Regions from separate parts of the Sus scrofa genome. Here region 1 is linked to region 2. A link is a contact called in public HiChIP or PLAC-seq data. All regions are on one chromosome and are shown on one strand. Each heading gives the region's core, a stretch centred on a gene start, on an enhancer-like site or on the middle of the called end of the contact. The rest is flanking DNA. Distances are from core to core; before and after follow the strand shown.

The links. HiChIP or PLAC-seq counts read pairs in DNA pulled down with a chosen protein or histone mark.
Region 1: a contact with region 2 is called in an H3K27ac HiChIP or PLAC-seq map of alveolar macrophages. The contact joins the promoter of TECPR1 here to the enhancer-like site in region 2. A contact is called at or near these places in 1 of 5 promoter capture datasets (liver), 15 of 47 Hi-C or Micro-C datasets (alveolar macrophages, embryonic fibroblasts, fetal heart ventricle and 10 more) and 2 of 2 datasets of contacts at active chromatin or transcription factors (alveolar macrophages and skeletal muscle).

What each region holds. Positions count from the first base shown.
Region 1 is chr3:5,441,286-5,446,525 of Sscrofa11.1, reverse strand. TECPR1 (tectonin beta-propeller repeat-containing protein 1) reads left to right here and starts at 3,573. Exons shown (of 26, transcript XM_021086091.1): 1 at 3,573-3,681.
Region 2 is chr3:5,261,081-5,265,985 of Sscrofa11.1, reverse strand. No RefSeq gene overlaps it. Among named protein-coding and RNA genes, the nearest start is that of CCZ1, 35 kb to the right of the region's middle. Within about 2 kb of position 3,450, at least 1 of the 83 cell types and tissues checked has an H3K27ac peak or open chromatin away from gene starts, as enhancers often do. A contact at or near this core is called in alveolar macrophages, where this site is marked.

The DNA of each region.
Region 1 (5,240 bases), core at 2,324-4,823, 180 kb before region 2:
CCGTGGTTAACAAAGAGACCTACCATTGAAGGAGCCTAGGAACCACCTAGCCGCCTTGGGGATGTGCAAAGACTGCCTCTGACGTTGCTGGTGGGAGGGGGGGGATGCGGTGCAGAGGGGGAGTGAGGGGTGTGGGGGTCCCTGCTGCTCATCTCCGCCCGTGCTGCTCAGGCTCCTCAACATTTTTCCATGCATGATTTACCCATTAGCTGGGGGACTGTGGGAGGGTGATTCCCGCCTTGCAAGTTGAGTACCTCTTGTGTGTTAGGCCATCATGAAGCCCTGGAACTTCTGAGATGAGTAAGAAAGTCATCCCTCGGAGATCTCCCGGTATGGCCAGGGAGACAGACGGGAAAATGATCACAATCCAGGGTGGGAGGGGTTCGAACGGAGAACGACCAAAGTGTGAGGGGCTTTGTACATTCCCGGGTCTACTTCCTCCCGGGTCAGTAAGAGCGGACGGAGACTGAAGGCCGAGTGAGAATGGACGGAGGGAGAAGGAAGGTGGGTAGGGCACATGGGACAGTGGGGGCTGCGTGGCGGGAGCCTAGAGATCTGATGGGGTGCTGGGGGGGGGTGCCCGCAAAGGGAGTTGTGCCAAGGCTCGAGCTTAAAGGTTCACGGTAGACAGGGCTACCGCCCAAAGTGGAGCCAGGTGGGGGACGCTGTTGGGAAGAGTCTGAACTCTCACCTGGGCTGATGGGCAACCGTGGGCATCAGTCCAGCCATCCCTCCCCGTCCCATATACCAGACACGGTCATGGCCCGTCATCCTGGAAGCAGCCCTCCATTTAATCATGGGGCTGAGTGCTGAATCCAGTGTTGTTTCTAAAGTATTTCTGGAACTCTCTCTAAGCAGTAATGCAAATGCCCAAGTGTTCCAGCCCAAATAACCCAGAGGTGATGACGATGATGATAATAATAATTCTAGGAATATGCGAGTGTTCCATGGGTGCCAGGCACTGTTGTAAGGCTCTCCATGCACTTTGTCACGTCACCCTCCCTCCAACCGGGAGAGGCAGGTGGTGGTGCCATTCCCACTGTGCCAATGAGGACACAGGCTCAGAGCCTGAGACACTCACAGGGTAAGTGATGGACCTGGAATTTGAACCCCCTGCGTCTGGCCCAGGAGAGAAGTGACAGGGTTAGAATGGGGAAGAAACAGGACAAGGGAGTTAACATGATAAAGCAGAAACAGGAATAAAGATCATGCAGGAAAATGCAGACCTCTTGACAATAACTGAAGAGTCAGCTCTGAATGCTACTCAGTCATAAAAAAAAGAACAAAATAATGCCATTTGCAGCAATGTGTATCGAACTAGAGATTCTCATACTAGTTGAAGTAAGTCAAAAAGAGAAAGACAAATACCACATGCTATATGGCACAAATGAACCTTTCCAAAGAAAAGAAAAAAACTGATGGACATGGAAAAAAGGCTTGTGATTGCCGAGGGAAGGGGGAGGGAGTGGGATGGACTGGGAATTTGGGGTTGGTAGATGCAAACTATTGCATTTGGGGTGGATAAGCAATGAGATCCTGCTGTATAGTACAGGGAACCGTATCCAATCATTTGTGATGGAACATGATGGAGGATAATGTGAGAAAAAGAATGTATATATATGTGTAATCCATCATTCTGCTGTACAGCAGAAACTGACAGAACATTGTAAATCAACTATAATAAAAATACTTAAAAATGAAAATATGCGAAGAAATAGTTAACTAACAAGAATCTACTGTACAGCACACAGAGGTCTACTCAATGTCCTTTAATAACCTATGTAGGAAAAAAGAACGGATACATGTATATGTACAGCTGATTCACTTTGCTGTACACCTGAAACTAATACAACATTGGGAATCAACTATACTCCAATAAAATTTTTAAATAATTTTAAAAAAAAGAAGAGTCAGCTCTGTGAAGGCTGGATGAATTGGGGGGTAGGGGGTGGGGTCAGGGAAGAATACGGGTCCCCAGAAGGTCCATGGTGTCAGACCCTGAATCCAGGAAGACAGAACTCTGCCCCCGCACAGGAGCGCTGCAAGGACCTTGGAGAGCTCCCACCTCACCTCCTCTTCCAAGTAGGAACCAAGGCGGGAGAGGAGAAATGGCTACAAAGTATCACAGAGAGAACAGAATCCAGCTCTCTCTACCTCCAGACCAATATTTCTGCCATTAGCAGCCACTCATGTTCTTGCTAATAGTACCCTAATTGTCCTCTGAGGAACCACTCACTTTGTCTGGCTGAGCCTTGGAGCTGTGGGCCTTAGCTCAGGCTGCTACAACAAAAATAGTGCAGACTGGGTGGTTAAACAACAAGTATTGATTTCTCACAATTCTGGAAGCTGACAGCCCCAGAGCAAAAGTCAGCAGTAGATACCGTGTCCAGAGTCTATGCCTCCTGGCATGAAGACAGCCACCCTCTTGCTGCATCCCCATAAGGGGAAGGGGTGTGAGGGCTCCTGTGTCCCAGCTTATGAAGGCACTAGTCTCTTCATGAGGGCACCATTCTCATGACCTGATTACCTCCCAAAGGTCCCGTCTCCAAATACCACCACGTTGGGGGCTAGGATTTCAGTGGGTGAATTCTGGGGGACATGAACATATAATCTATACCACCCACATCTCCAGACTAAGTCAGTCCACAAATGCTGTTCCTCGATTATGCACAAGACTCCATAGAGCCATCCAGGGTGAACCAGAGGCTTCTGCCTTTGCTCCCACTGGAGTCGACCCTGTGGGACTTGCCCACTGTGTCCTCAGAAAGGAGCAAGAACCAGAGAGAATGGGAGGTAATCCTGCTTTTGCCTCTATGTCTGGCTGTGCCAGGCCTTTCATTAATCCCATCTCCTGGTCTTGGCTTTGTCCTCCTTTCTCCATCCCAACTTTGAGAACATCACCACCACCTGCCCCTCTGAGTTGTTGGAGAGATGACGTGAGAAGCTGCCCAGACAACACTTACATCACCGCCTGGCACTCAGCAAGCACTCACATGTTAGTATCATGATATTAGCTACCTCAAAATAGGTTTTCTGGCGCTGGCAACACAAGAGCCTGAAAAGAGGGTGACCTGTTATTGCTACCGCGTCAGGCTGTGGTCACAAAATCACGTTTCCAGGAGTTCTCCCAAAAGGTTAAAGCTTCATGTGTACTCAAGGCGACACTTCAGTTAGATGGAAACCACTTAGACACCAGTTTCCACGCCCAAGATCCGAGAGCCCACAAGCCGGCTCTCCTCCGTCCTCAGTCCCTGCGGCTCCTCGCATCCAGGAACCCCTGGATGCTCCCCCGTCCCTGCCTGCACCCCGAGAACACAGCGCCTGCTCGTGCAGGTGGTCCTGGGGAGCCCGGGTCGGGGGCGGAGTCCTGGTGGGGAGCGGCCTCCTTCCCAGGAGAGCGGGAAGCTGGCCCCTCCACCAAATGCCCCAGCACAACTTCCCCGAGACCCCGGAAGTGGGCGGGCGAGCGACCCGCCGAGACCCTGAAGCCGGCAGGTGACGCAGCTTCTCGCAGCCAATCCCGCGCCTCTGGCCCTTGCGTCACTGCGAGGCCAACCAATGGGAGCGGGCCTGGCTGCCGCTTCCTGCCCACCGGCTCTCCGGCAGCGGGGGAGGGCCTGCCCGCTCTCCCTGCCGCCGAGGAGCAATCGCCGCGAACCTGCCCGCCGGGCGCCGGCCCAGGTGAGTGCAGCGGTGGCCCACGAGGTGGGACGGGCGCCCTGCCCCCCCTCCCCAGGTTGGGGCGGTGCCGGGGGCAGTAGCTGCGTTTGCCCCACGGCGCGGGGAGGTAGGAAGGGGCTGTGCTGGTGCTCTTTCCCGCACTCGCTGCGGGGCGCCACCCCCTGTCCGCCATCCACCTCCCCCGGAACGTGACACCTCCACCAGCCTTTGCGCTGGAGTGACTTGGGAAGTGACTTGGGCTGCTGATCCTCGGGTTCAGAGGATCGAACTGCGAGGAGCCTGTGTGTCCCTCCTCTGGGCAGTGGTGAGAGCAAATCTGCTTGCCGCGGGATTAGCTCAGACAGATGGTCAGGGCCCATCTCTGAGATGCTACTGGTGGCAGGGCAGGGGGCCCACCTGTCGCCCAAGTGCACCGAACCAGAGTGAAACCAGGATGACCGCCCCAATGATGGGAGCTGGGAGTTCATCTTAAGAGCTGCCCCCTCAGGGCACCTCCTGTTCTATAGAATGGGTGGACCTGCTCTCTGGGAAGGACTCGACTGCCATGCATGTTCTGCTCTTTTCTCCCACCTCGATGTCGCCTTACAAAAGCTCCCCACAATTGGCAGGCAGTCAGCCACTTTCGTAGCCAGGGTTTGCTCTGTTTGTGCAGGGGGGAGAATGAGACAGGGTGTGTGATAGAAAAACAGACCAATAGGAAGCCTTGCAGGAAGGAGTCCTAACCGCTGACTGGGAAGTAAACCTTCAGGCTCTCCTGGGAACTGTGTCCCTCCCTCTACCGCACATAACCCTACTCCCCCCACCCCACCTTCCCTTGGGTACCTTTATGTCTCCAGAGGGATCTGTTAAGTAATCTGTGTCGGCAGGCAGCTGGCTCTGCAGGTGGTGAGCAGCCCTTCTAAGCAAAATGACTGAGGGTCCAACTGGAATTCATTGTGCAGAAGTTCTTGGTGAATCAGAGGTTGCTTTCTTGGAAGATGCTGCTGCTGTCCCTTTACCTTTACAAAACAAAGAAATCCTGGGATCTCAGAACCATGGGACTTAATGCTCCATCCTCCTTTTCAGGAGTGCTCTGACCTAGTGACCCAGTGTCCCAGGACAGATTGCTCCATCACCTCACAGCCAGGAAGTGACTTGAGAAGTTGGGACCACATCCTGGCAAGGGCAGAAAGGGGGGGGGCTGACCAAGGATGTTCCCCTCATGTCATCTTTAGCTGGGAAGTGATGGGTACCTGGATTTCCACACCAGATTTTTCAAGCATATCCCCAAGCCCCACCTTTCTCTAGCATCTTCTGTTAGGTGCCCAGAAGGCTCAATTATGTCTCTGTGGAAATTACTGCTTAGTCATTTCTCTGGAGCAAAGTGCATCCAAGTCCAACATCCCCATTCATTCATTGAGATCCACCTGCAGATTGAGCCTGACCTAAGTGGCTACTTATACAGTGACCTGTGAGCTGAGAAGTATCTTTGAAGACAGGACTTAAAATGTCACCCTGGAAACTGACATCCCCCCTTACCCTCTGTAAAAAAGCTTACTTTTCTCCCAACAATTTATAAT
Region 2 (4,905 bases), core at 2,201-4,700:
TTTTTTTTTTTGCTTTTTAGGGCCGCACCTGTGGCATCTGGAAGTTCCCAGGCCAGGGGTCGAATCAGAGCTACAGCTTCCGGCCTGCACCACAGCCACAGCAACACGGGATCTGAGCCGGGTCTGCGACCTACACCACAGCTCATGGCAACACCAGATCCTTAACCCACCGAGCGAGGCCAGGGCTCGAACCCGAAACCTCACGGTTCCTAGTCAGATTCGTTTCCGCTGTGCCACGACAGGAACTCTGGAAACAGCAGCTTTTAGGCCTTGGACAGCAGGCAGCGTATGACAGGGATCCCTGACAGAGGGAAAATGAGGCAAAGAGTATCCAGGCTGCAGGGCAGGGTGGGGGAGTGAGAGGGGTGGACCCAGGAAGAGCCACCAAGTCTCCCTGAGTTGAGAGTTTGGGCAGGGCAGAGCAACCAGAGTTGCAGGGCAGAGTGCCAGGGAGAAGAGGGTGCTTAGAAAGCCAGCTCTGGAGATTTGCAAAGGAGCCCACTTGAGTCTTCAGCTGGGTATTATCGGTGTGTGCATGTGAGGAAACTGCCCGGGGTCAGGGGAGGAAATCCATGAAACAAGCAGGTGGGAGCCGATAAACAGCTGGGAATGATCTCAGCGGACAGAAGGCAACTGTAACACCTGCAGCATGAAGTGAGGTACTCAGAGTGGGGCACAACTGCTCTGGTTCCATCTAACAAAGCTGCAAAGCAAGCTTCCAAAGGATCAAACTATTTCCTAATAACTTAATTATGTCCCAAAACAAAGCTCGAGAAGATATTCAAAAAACAAAACAAAACAGAAAAACATGCAGCACCCAACAAGACCAAATTCACAATATCTGGGAGTTCCTGTTGTTGCGGCACAGCGGAAACGAACCTGACTAGTACCCATGAGGATGCGGGTTCGATTCCTGGCCTGGATCAATGGGTTGGAGATCTGGCGTTGCCATGAGCTGTGGTGTAGGTCACAGACACAGCTCAGATCCTTTGTTGCTGCGGCTGTGGTGTAGGCCGGCAGCTGTAGCTCCCATTCAACCCCTAGCCTGGGAACCTCCATATGCTGCAGGTGTGGCCCTAGAAAAGGAAAAAAAAAAAATTGCAATACCTGGCTTCAAATCAAAAATGACAAGGCAGTATGAGTTCTCCTGTGGCAGGGTGGGTTAAGGATCCAGCAATATCGCTGCAGTGGCTCTGCTTGAAGCTGTGGCATGGGTTTGATCCCCGGCCCGGGAACTTCTACATGCCACAAGCGTGGCAAAAAAAAAAAAAAAAAAAAAAAAGGAAGAAGAAGAAGGAAATACCTTGCTTCTTGCACATCTGAGTTTGTGCACCAGGCTTTAAACTCACTAAGCTCTAAATATTTAGTGGATAATCACTAAAAATGTTTCAGTGTCTTTCTTTGTAGGCTTTCCCCTCATGTGGTGGGTTTGAATTGTGTCAATAGAGCTAAGCTGGAATTTCCCAGCATGTGTGGTTGTGGCAAAACAAAAAGACCAGCACGATCAGGCAGGGGACAGGACTGTCACCACGAGCCTTGCTGTGACAGGCAAACCTCTCTGCTCAGAACTACATGACTCCTAAAGAGACTATGGACATTCCTGTAAGGTGGATTTTCTTCCCAGAAGCTCAAAACAAAACAAAACACTTTGTAAATTTTCAATTGCGTTCCAACAACATAATGTGGGTATTCACTCGTTTTTAAGATGTCTTTGTTCCCATCATGGCTCAGCAGAAATGAATCTGACTAGGGGGAAAAAAAAAAAAAGAGGAAGATAAGGATCCAGTGTTGCCGTGAGCTGTGGTGTAGGTTGCAGATGTGGCTTGGATCCCGAGAAGCTGTGGCTGTGCTGTAGAGCTCCGATTTGACCCCTAGCCTGGGAACCGCCATATGCCGCAGGTGCGGCCCTAAAATGACATAAATAAATACCCCCCCCAAAAAAGAGCACATTACAATAAAGAGAAAAATAAAGAGAGAAAGAGAAAAATCTTAAAAGCAGCTGGAGAGAAGAGATACGTTATGTTCAGAGAAGCAAAGATAGGATCTACTTATCAGAAAAGCTGGAGCCAGGAAGCAGGGAAGACCTAATTTTAAAGCAAGGCAGGGAGAAAAACAACAATTATGGGTGGACACAACGATACTGTTTCTCTCAGCCACTGGAAATCACCTAAATGTCCAAGGTGAGGCCCCTGGCTAAGGGATGGGCCATGCCAAGTGAAAGTGGGGTCCACAGGATACTTAAGGCTATGGGAAAATACCCACCATAAACGGTAAAACGAGACGAGGCACTATGCGAAACACATTCTGTAAATGTAAAAAATATACGCGCATACCTCGAATGTCTGTCAGTTGCAGGAATTTCATCTGATACAATTGTGAGAACTGGTTACACGGTGTATAGGAAGCTTTTGTTTCCATGTCTGGCGCTGGAGCTAAGCAGGCACCTGTTCCCTGACTGCGCATCAGAAAATCTGAAGGAGCCTCTGGAGGAGCAGCAGAGAGCAGGTGACACCTTGCTGCCTCATCCCCTGGGGCCCGGCATCCACCTTCCTCGGGCAGAGCAGAGACACCTGCTGCCCCACCTCCTCCCTCCACATCTCAGGCAGAATGTCTCCTGTTGCCCATCCTAACGTGGAACTGCGCAGGGCGGAGAATTCTGGGAAACTCCTGCTTAGCTAAATGGACACAATACAAATCCACCACATAGAGAGAAAAGGCTGCAAAGAAATATGTTTTAGTGGTTATCCACTAAGTGTTTAGAGCTTAGTGAGTTTAAAGCCCAGTGCACAAGCTCAGATGTGCAAGAAACACCCCCCCCTTTTTTTTTTGCTGCACCTATGGCGTGTGGAGGTTCCCAGGCCAGAGATCAAACCGGTGCTACAGCATCAAACAGAGCCACTGCGCTGACAACCCAGATACTCAACCCACTGTGCCACAGGGAACGCCCAACACATTTTTTTTCATCAATGGACCTCATTTAGACCCCGGCCCCTTCCATCCTATAATGGGGGTAGGAAGTTGAGCCTCAGTCATTCTTGGGGTTTTATGCCTCCTCTCCGCCACCCCCCTCCCTGGCCCTGCCAAGTCCTGTCATTGTGCAGGGGGCTTCTACTACTTCAGGAACTCTCAACCCTAGCACTACTGGTATTTGGTGCTGAGAAATTTTGTGTCGAGGGGAGTTTGTTGTACACATTGTAGGATGTACAGAAGTATCTACCCACCAGGGACCAGTAACCACCCCCCTTCCCCGGTCGTGAAAATAAAAATGTCACCAGGCATGGCTAGAGGTCCTCTGGCGGATGTCACTGAGAATCGCTATAGTACGGCCGCATCACTTCAGTTCACCACACACACTCTTTCACGACTCTGAGCCTTTGCCTATGCTGTTCCAAGAAACAGGAATGGACTTTTAAGAAGAGAGGATGTCCAGACAGTTAAGTAACATTTGAAAACTTACTCACCCTTATTAGTCATCCAGAAAATGCAAACTGAACACATAATGAGACACCACACACACACACACAGAGCTAAAATCCAAAATACTGACAACTCCTTGGGAGTTTCCATCGTGGCTCAATGGAAATGAATCTGACTAGTAACCAGGAGGGCGCAGGTTCAATCCCTGGCCTCACTCAGTGGGTTAAGGATCCCGTGTTGCCATGAGCTGTGGTGTAGGTGACAGATGTGGCTCAGATCCCGCGTTGCTGTGGCTGTGGTGGAGGCCGGCAGCTATAGCTCCAATTTGACCCCCAGCCTGGGAATTACCATATGCTTCGGGTGCGGCTCTAAAAAGCAATAATAATAATAATAATAATAAAACATTTCATTATCTGCTGAAATGAACTCTATGATCCTGTAATTCTATTCCTAGGTACATACCCAAAAGAAATGTGTACACACACAAAGAAAACAGGTAGAAGATGTGCAATGAGGCGTTATTTGTAACGACCCGAACTGGAAACAACCCAAATAATCCGAATAACCACAGGATGGACACGTGTCGCGGAATATGAGGACAGCAATGAAGATAAACGAAATCCTGGGCCATGAAACAACCTGGATAAATCGCAGAGGTATAAACAATACTGCGTAACACAGAAAACACATCCCGTCTATTACGTTTACATGAATTTTACAACTAAACTAGGATTTAGCCGTGAGGACAGTGACTGTCTTTGGAAGGAGGGAGCGGGGTTGGGAACTTTTGCTGTGGTTACAAAGGTAGGTTCCAAAGATGTGACCACTTCGTGATCGGCATTAAGTTGCAAACGTGATTTATGTACGCCAAGGATGGGTGGATAGTGTGTGTGTGTGTGTGTGTGTGTGTGTCTTTAGGGCCTCACCCACAGCACATGGAAGTTCCCAGACCTTGGGAGTTGAATCAGAGCTGCAGCTGCCAGCTACACCACAGCCACAGCGACACAGGATCCGAGCTGCATCTGCAACCTACACCACAGCTCTCGGCAACACTGGATCCTTAACCCACTGAGCGAAGCCAGGGATTGAACCTGCATCCTCATGGATCCTAGTCGGATTCGTTACCCCTGAGCCACGACGGGAGCTCTAGACGGATGTTGATTAAAAATGGCTGCCACTCATTTGTACTTTCTCCGTCAGCAGGAGAGACTGGACGAGCTCACGACTCACCTGAGCCAGCAGAACGCAGTAGAAATGATGCTGTGTATGCGAGTTCCCAGACGGCGCCTCAAGGGGTCTTAGAGTTTCTCTCCCACCCTTTTGGGATCTAGGCACGGCCATCACCACCATCCACCCCTGAAACGCTTTTCATCTCATAAACCTGAAACTCCACACCTGTGAAAGAATCATGCCCACTCCCTCCCTCCGCCCATCCCCTGGCAATCGCCATTCTGCTTCGTCTTTATCATTTTGATGATTCAAGTAAGT